2 separate regions of the Mus musculus genome follow, and region 1 is linked to region 2. Evidence: chromatin contacts called from public promoter capture Hi-C data. All regions are on one chromosome and are shown on one strand. Each heading gives the region's core, a stretch centred on a gene start, on an enhancer-like site or on the middle of the called end of the contact. The rest is flanking DNA. Distances are from core to core; before and after follow the strand shown. Region 1 holds the start of Hsd17b13 (hydroxysteroid (17-beta) dehydrogenase 13). Region 2 holds the start of Klhl8 (kelch-like 8).

Region 1 (3,517 bases), core at 938-3,437, 66 kb before region 2:
GTGTGCGCGCATGTGTGTGTGCGCATGTGTGTGTGTATGCTTTTTCAGTTAGTTCTTCTTTGCTTTGTTCATAACTGACTTTGCTGGGGAGCTTTGTGGGTCAAGATACAGACTCTCATTATGTAAACAGGCTTGTCTGGAACCTTCAATACTCTGGTCTCCACACCCTCAATGCTGGAATTACAGGCAAGTGCCACACACCCAGCTTCATACAGCTTTGGTTTGGTTGTCGGGGTAGTGGCTATCTCTATATATCTGAATACCTTCCGTAACTCATATAAATGAAGTCAGAACATGTGTGGTTCATCTGACTACTGTAGTGCCAGGAAGCGTTCATCAAGGCCAAAAGACCACCAAGGAGCCATTTCAAATGTAATAGCATTAGGGTCTCCTTATTAAAATCTCTGGCTTGGGCCCTCCTCAAACCCTCAGCAGGACAAGGTTTTATAGGAAATGGAAGTAAGTGAGAGGGTGTCTATCCTGGCAAGCAACTAACTGAATGTCTATTGTAGACCGACAGGTGGGTGCTCTGAAGCAAAACTGTATACAGTCACAAATGGTCTGAAAGTACATCTGAAACAATCTGACTGATATTTGATTAACTGTTGCTAGGAAGTATCTAGGAGTAACTCTGGCCAAGAACAAGCCGTGGAGTCCATCCTGGTACATGGGTCCAGCTTGGGTTCTGCTGCAGGTCAAGTTGTCAGGCTTTTGGTTTTTCCTTTAAGATGGAGGTTGGTCCTAAGATGGAGTAGGTTTGGCCTCTCACTGTCTTAGGTGCCTCATACAAACAGATTCAGAACGTGGGAGGTTTTGTGTCTGGCTTATTTCCTTTTGCATATTATAACTGAGGATCACCATGTTGTAGCATGTATCTGAATTTCTTTCTTTAAAGGAAGAATACTATCCCATCGTATGTATGTCTGATATTTTACCCATCCATTGATGGACAAGGGTGATCTCTCCTTTTCCACTATTAGAAGTTACTCTATCCAGAATGTGTCCCCTTAATTTCTTATGCTGGAATCTAGCTCCTATTAATATAGAATGTTGGAACTTTGGGAGGTGATTACGTCACGATGGCTGTCTATGGTTTTTATAAAGTTGACCACAGAGAAGTTCCTCCTCATTCTTTGGGGTGCAGTGGCCATGAAATGACAGCTGTCTGCAAACCAAGATGCCAGTTCCCACTTGACACACATACAGCTTAGGTTACACAGACACTAGGACTGTGTAATAAGCCACCTAGCCCACAGTATTTGTCACCACCGCCCAGGCTGAGACAGTGGCAGCACTTTTAAGTTGACGTGTATGATATCTGGTCTGGTGATTTTCCCAGTGTTATGGCGAGAACTGGCTGTTTCCTATAACCTACATTCTCCTCCACCTCAGGGGTTTCAGAGGAAGATCATAACTGTGAATGCATGCGTTCAACAGCTAAGCTTTGTTGACCCATATTTTAGCTTCCTCATTTTTACTTTATATGCATGTGTGTGTGTGTGCATGTGTGTCTGTGTGTATGTGAGTGTGTGCATTTGTGTATGTGTGTGCATGTGTGTGTCTGTGTGTGTACATGTATATGTGTCATGTATATGTGTCTATGCGTGTGTGTATGTGTGTGTATGTATCTATGCATGTATGTTTGTATGTGTGCATCTGTATGTAAGTGTGTCTGTGTCTGTGTGTGTACATGAGTGTGTGTCTATGTGTGTGTGTCTCCCTCTCTGTGTGTATGTGTGTGTAGAGTTGGCTATCTCCTTCCACTATGGATTTGGGGATCATATTCAGGTAAAAGGCTTGCATGGCAAGCACTTTGACTGCTAAGCCATGTCACTAATCCCTTAAAGTTTCTTTAATATAATGTTTCTATTTCTAATTCCCCCAACCCTGATTTAACATGAATGCACACATGTGCTTGCTTGTGTTCGTGCATGCACACACACACACACACACACATTCAAATGATAACAGACCATTAGCTGATGCAATACTTCCAGAATAGCTTTGAGAGGTGAAGTTTCATGTCGAAACATGGTGCATAACTGCTTTTCAGATAACCAGGTCCAAAGGGCACATCCCACTGGGTTCCCTGACCTATGCTGCGCTTGTGTTAGAGACTGGCATCATTTCAAAAACCAAAGGTGTATCTGATTCGTCAGGGGACACAGTCAAAGTCTGCCTCTTCTGCAGCAGCCCATAATACCTGACAGGGCTCTCTGTGGAGCTCTGAGCAGAGGTGTCTGTTGTGAGAACAGAGCCATGAACCTCATCCTGGAATTTCTCCTTCTGGTGGGCGTCATCATCTACTCCTACCTGGAGTCACTGGTAAAGTTCTTCATTCCCCGGAGAAGGAAATCTGTGACCGGGCAGACCGTTCTCATCACGGGGGCCGGACACGGAATAGGCAGGCTGACTGCATATGAATTTGCAAAGCAGAAAAGCAGACTGGTTCTATGGGATATCAATAAGGTAATAATAGGTGTTTCTAACAATCTTTTAAAGTCACAAAATAACAAGGCATATGTTTCTCTAGAGACGTAACTTAGTGCTGGCTTTTCTCTGTGTTTTCCTTTTTCAAAGTTTTAATAAACTCCTGGGTCCTTTCTGGATCCCTGCGACAGGTGAACAAGATGGAACCAACGAGCTGGAGAACTAAGCCTGGGGGGTTTCATTTTGTTTGACTGGTTGGTTGGTTGGTTGGTTGGTTCTACTGTGGTGTACAACTTGATAACAAGAGACGCAGGAGCCAGAGAGCTTCCCAGCTGCTGAAATTAGGCAAGCCACATAACTTACCTCAACTTCAAATTTAAAAAACAAAAAACAAACAAAAAACTCTACCATTGGGATAAAATCTCAGAGGGAGACAAAATCTACAGGTAATGATTGCCAGCAACCAAATTGGCCAATATGCAGTTTATTACAGCTAGGGGTGACTTTTATACTTTTAGATTTTCATTTATTCTGTTATTCATTTGTTCCTTTCTGTGATAGACTGAAGCTGGGTCTTAGTACCTACCACTGAGCCACAGTACCTTAGCACGTGCCAGGCAAGCACTCTATCACCGAGCAACCGCTCAGGTTTTTACACATTTGAGGGATTGATTCTCAAAACAAACAAACAAAACCACATGAAGAACTAACAGCAGAAACCCATGGTACTTCCACTCACACTCCAGCAATCCTAAAATACTTACATCTGACCTTTTGCAGAAGAAGAAAAAATACTTGCCGGGTCCTGAGCAAGAAGGGTAAAGAATAATACTTAAGTGCTTAGCATGGCCTGGTGCACGCAGCATCACATATGGAAATGTCTACACCAGTGCCTGGCTTTCACTAGTACATTTAAGAGGTTGTTGATCTCTGTTTATTTATAAATGCTCTTAACTACCTTAAGTCTGAAAGTGTTGACGTCCTGTGTCACTTTCTCCTAAACATGCACATTCCCAAAAGGTCGTGAAAAAGATGTGCCACAACAAACTGTCTCTGGGATTGTAATCTTTGAAGAACTGGACTGGGG
Region 2 (3,380 bases), core at 600-3,099:
AAGATAACTTTGTCAGATTGATTACATGGGTACCGGACAGAAAACTATCATTAATTTATTAGCATAAAATGAGCCACGGAGCCAAGGCCAGGAAAGGAAGACACCAATGTGTCTTGGAGGTAGAGCACAGGAGGTAATTGCTTTTTGTTTCCGTTTTTTTCTGTTTTGGTTTTTTTAGACAGGCTTTCATTGCTGTAGCCCAGGTTAGCCCGAGGTTATCATTATGTAGCCCAGGCTGGTCTGGAACGCTTGCTCTGCCTCCTGAATGCTGGGATTCCACAACTCCTGGTTCAGAGAAGTTTAAACAAGTAAGACTGGCATAGAGGAAGGGGATGGTCAGAGTCCATGAGTGGGCAGACAGGGATACAAGCCAGTGAGGTGCTGCAGCAGGGAGGTGATTGTCTTGATGGTTCATTTTCACGCTGAGACGTTCCGCAACTCTGTCCAGACTTTCCTGCTGCTGCCTGCAAGCTTCATCTCCTTTACAGATGAAGATGAAATTGTCTTCTTGATTAAGTTTTCCGAATCCATTTGCAGACAGCATCTGAAATGTTGGTGGAGGTTTAAAGCCTTTTAATCCAGGATTAGAGGGGGAGACTTAAAATATAAAATGCAAATGCCGACTGGGATTTAACATTACCGTTTATTCCCACCCAGTGCAATCAGATAATTACTCAGGAGGTGTCATCACATCCTTTCTGGTTTTAATTCATAGAGATCAGGGTAGGGGAGTCTAATATCCTCTGTTTATGAACCAGCTTGTGTATTCTCAAATGAAGCTAAGAAAAATCTCTAGATTTAGAAAACCACATGCTTCGTTTCTTTTTAGTTTATCTTCACTTTATAGATATGTAAAATAATTAGGTGAAATTGTTGTTATGGATGTATCCCTCTAAGGACAGGTCCTTGTCCTGGCTGCCCCGCTCCCTCGTTTTTTCCCCATTTGCTATGAATATTTAACTTTAAGATTTATTATTATTATTATTATTATTATTATTATTATTATTATTATTATTTTTGCCTGAACCCGCTATGCCAACAGAAATTCCTCTCTAGGTCCAGAGTTGTAGCAATTTATTCTCACTGTACCGAAATACGTGACCAAAACCACTTGAGGAAGAAGGATGGATTTGAGCTCTCTGTTTCAGGGGACTTCGGATCCTCATTTTCGAGGAGCCCTGCAGAAGTGGCCCTAAGGCAACGGTTCCCACCCGTGGGTGATGTTTGAGCAGGTTCTGGGACCTTTGGGGTCTAGCTGGCACAAGCAAACCAGTGCAAGTGAGCAGGTGATGACACCTGTCTCCTTCAGGCCCAGCTGGAGTCTCTGTGGTTTGCCTAGGCTGGATCCAATTTGTATCTTTATATCTCAGCCACAGGAACAGCTGACCTTATCTTCCTGCACCAAGCCACCTGGTCTATGGCTACATTTCGAATATGCTTTGAAGATTCTGGAAGCTTCAGAATGCCCTGGAAAAAAAGAGTTCAGGGAACTATCCTAATATATGCCCTTGCTCTTTTTCCCTACATTTCCAGCAACTTTACTGAGAGTTTGCCTTATCTCACCAGTTTATACTAGCAATTGTGTTTAACACTCGGTATTTAGTTCAATTACTTCCTTGCTTTGCAGACACAAGCTGTTTTGTATACATTTTGCAGAGCATGAGATAAAACTGATAGGAATAGCTATAAAATCTGGGATATTCCCCACGCAGGGGATGAATACTGGGAGGGATGGAAGGGAAACGCAGGCGCGCTCTTCAAAGAGGCAACAGAGAACTACATTTCCCAGAGTGCGGCGCGCAGCACGCTCGTGCCTCACCACCCCGCCCCGCCCCGCCCCGCCCCCGCGGCTCTCAAGAGCGCTCGGCCGAGCCGGGCACGAGCGAGCGGTCGGGCCGGTGAGCGCGTCCCCGGGGTGTCCAAGCGGGGCTGGCGCGGCGCCGGCGCGGAGCGGGTGTGGCGGCTCGGCCTGCGCGGCGGCCGCGGACAGAGGTAACCGCTGCGTTATCCCGCGCGCGGGTCTCAGCCTGGAGCGGTCACCCGCGCTCGCGTCGGTGAGGAGCTGCCGGGCGGCGCCGGCGCCTTCCCTCGGGGAACCGAAGGGATCCGGGCGGGCCTCGCGGGCCGCGCTGTCCTGAGCGGCGGCGCAGGTGCTCGGGGTCCGGGTTGGGCGACTTCAGGGGTGTCCCCCTCCCGGGGTTCGCGGGGCTCCTGCAAAATCCGTACCCGGCCGGGTGGCGCTGCTCCAGGCTGAGCTCGTGGCTTGCTCCAGGGAGGGTCCCCGATTTGTGGACACAGTTTGGGGTTCCCAACCGTCTCCCGGGCTTGCACGGCCCTGATGTTACGGTTTGGGGAGCTTGTTACCTTCCTTTTCCTGCAGGCAGTATTTATTATCATGCATTTCGTGGAAATCCTCGCAGTTTTGAATATTCTTGCCAACCTGCTTTAATTGCCTACCTTTATATTTTGCTTCTTACCTTAAGGTATTAGCGTAGGCAGATACTTTGGGCAATAGGTCTTACTTAGAACCTGGGTTGCCACAGTAATTAACCTGCCAGGTACACGTGGGTTTTTTTTCTTTTTTTCTTTTTTCTATTTAATGCTGTTCTCTCTCTCTCCCCGCCCCCCCCCCCCTCGTTAATTGTTTTCAGTCTTGTTTCCCCATCTTCCGTGAGCCCTGGCCGTGCTAAGGGGCGGGTGGGGTACGTTTAGTTGAGCAGAGACCCTCTGCTAGTGCTACCAGAGCTTGTGAACTGCGTGCAGGTAGCTTTATCATTAGCCTTTGCTTCTCTGCCTGCTTTCTCCTGGCACCTATTTTTTGGTTTGTCAGTCAAACCAACTGACCTACTTAAAACTTTAGTCATGTTGCCTTGAAAATACCAAATAGTTGGAACACAAGTATAAAAAGAAGTCACAAGATGCTGTATTCAGCTGTATGCGCTTGGATTTATATTCATTCTTATATTTTTCTACCCCTCCTCTCCTATTCTACCCCTCCCCCTCCACTCTACCTCCCACCCCCCAACCTTGAGCATGCCGGGAGAACACACTACTTACCACTGAGTACATCTCCAGTCTGAATTTTTACGTTTAAAACTATTCTTTTAGCATTTGATAACTGTTAGTGCTATTAATTTGTAACGTTACACATTCCTTAATAAATTCCAAATCCTAATTTGAAGTCACAGCGAAAGCTAACCAGAGTGTATAATTTCCCCATTCCTACAGAAACCCAACCTCCCTGTTGTAAAGTCCCTCGTGGTATCAGAACCTACACTGATGTTTCATGATCTCTCAAAATTCTGTCCTTTATGTTAGGGTTCAAATAGAGTGCTTGCCTAACCTGGGTTTCATGTCCAGCACTGCACAAACTGGATGTG

What was found. Promoter capture Hi-C pulls out the DNA fragments that hold promoters and counts their contacts.
Region 1: a contact with region 2 is called in a promoter capture Hi-C map of 3T3-L1-derived adipocytes, with 2.5 times the contacts expected there. The contact joins the promoter of Hsd17b13 here to the promoter of Klhl8 in region 2. A contact is called at or near these places in 6 of 39 promoter capture datasets (the 3T3-L1 cell line, 3T3-L1-derived adipocytes, the HPC-7 cell line and 3 more), 2 of 484 Hi-C or Micro-C datasets (Sertoli cells and liver), 2 of 115 datasets of contacts at active chromatin or transcription factors (both in embryonic stem cells) and 3 of 9 other capture datasets (adipose tissue, liver and pancreatic islet).

Annotation. Positions count from the first base shown.
Region 1 is chr5:103,976,058-103,979,574 of GRCm38.p6, reverse strand. It overlaps Hsd17b13 (hydroxysteroid (17-beta) dehydrogenase 13), which reads left to right and starts at 2,187. Exons shown (of 7, transcript NM_001163486.1): 1 at 2,187-2,469. The coding sequence starts at 2,260.
Region 2 is chr5:103,909,728-103,913,107 of GRCm38.p6, reverse strand. Klhl8 (kelch-like 8) reads left to right here and starts at 1,849. Exons shown (of 10, transcript NM_178741.4): 1 at 1,849-1,992.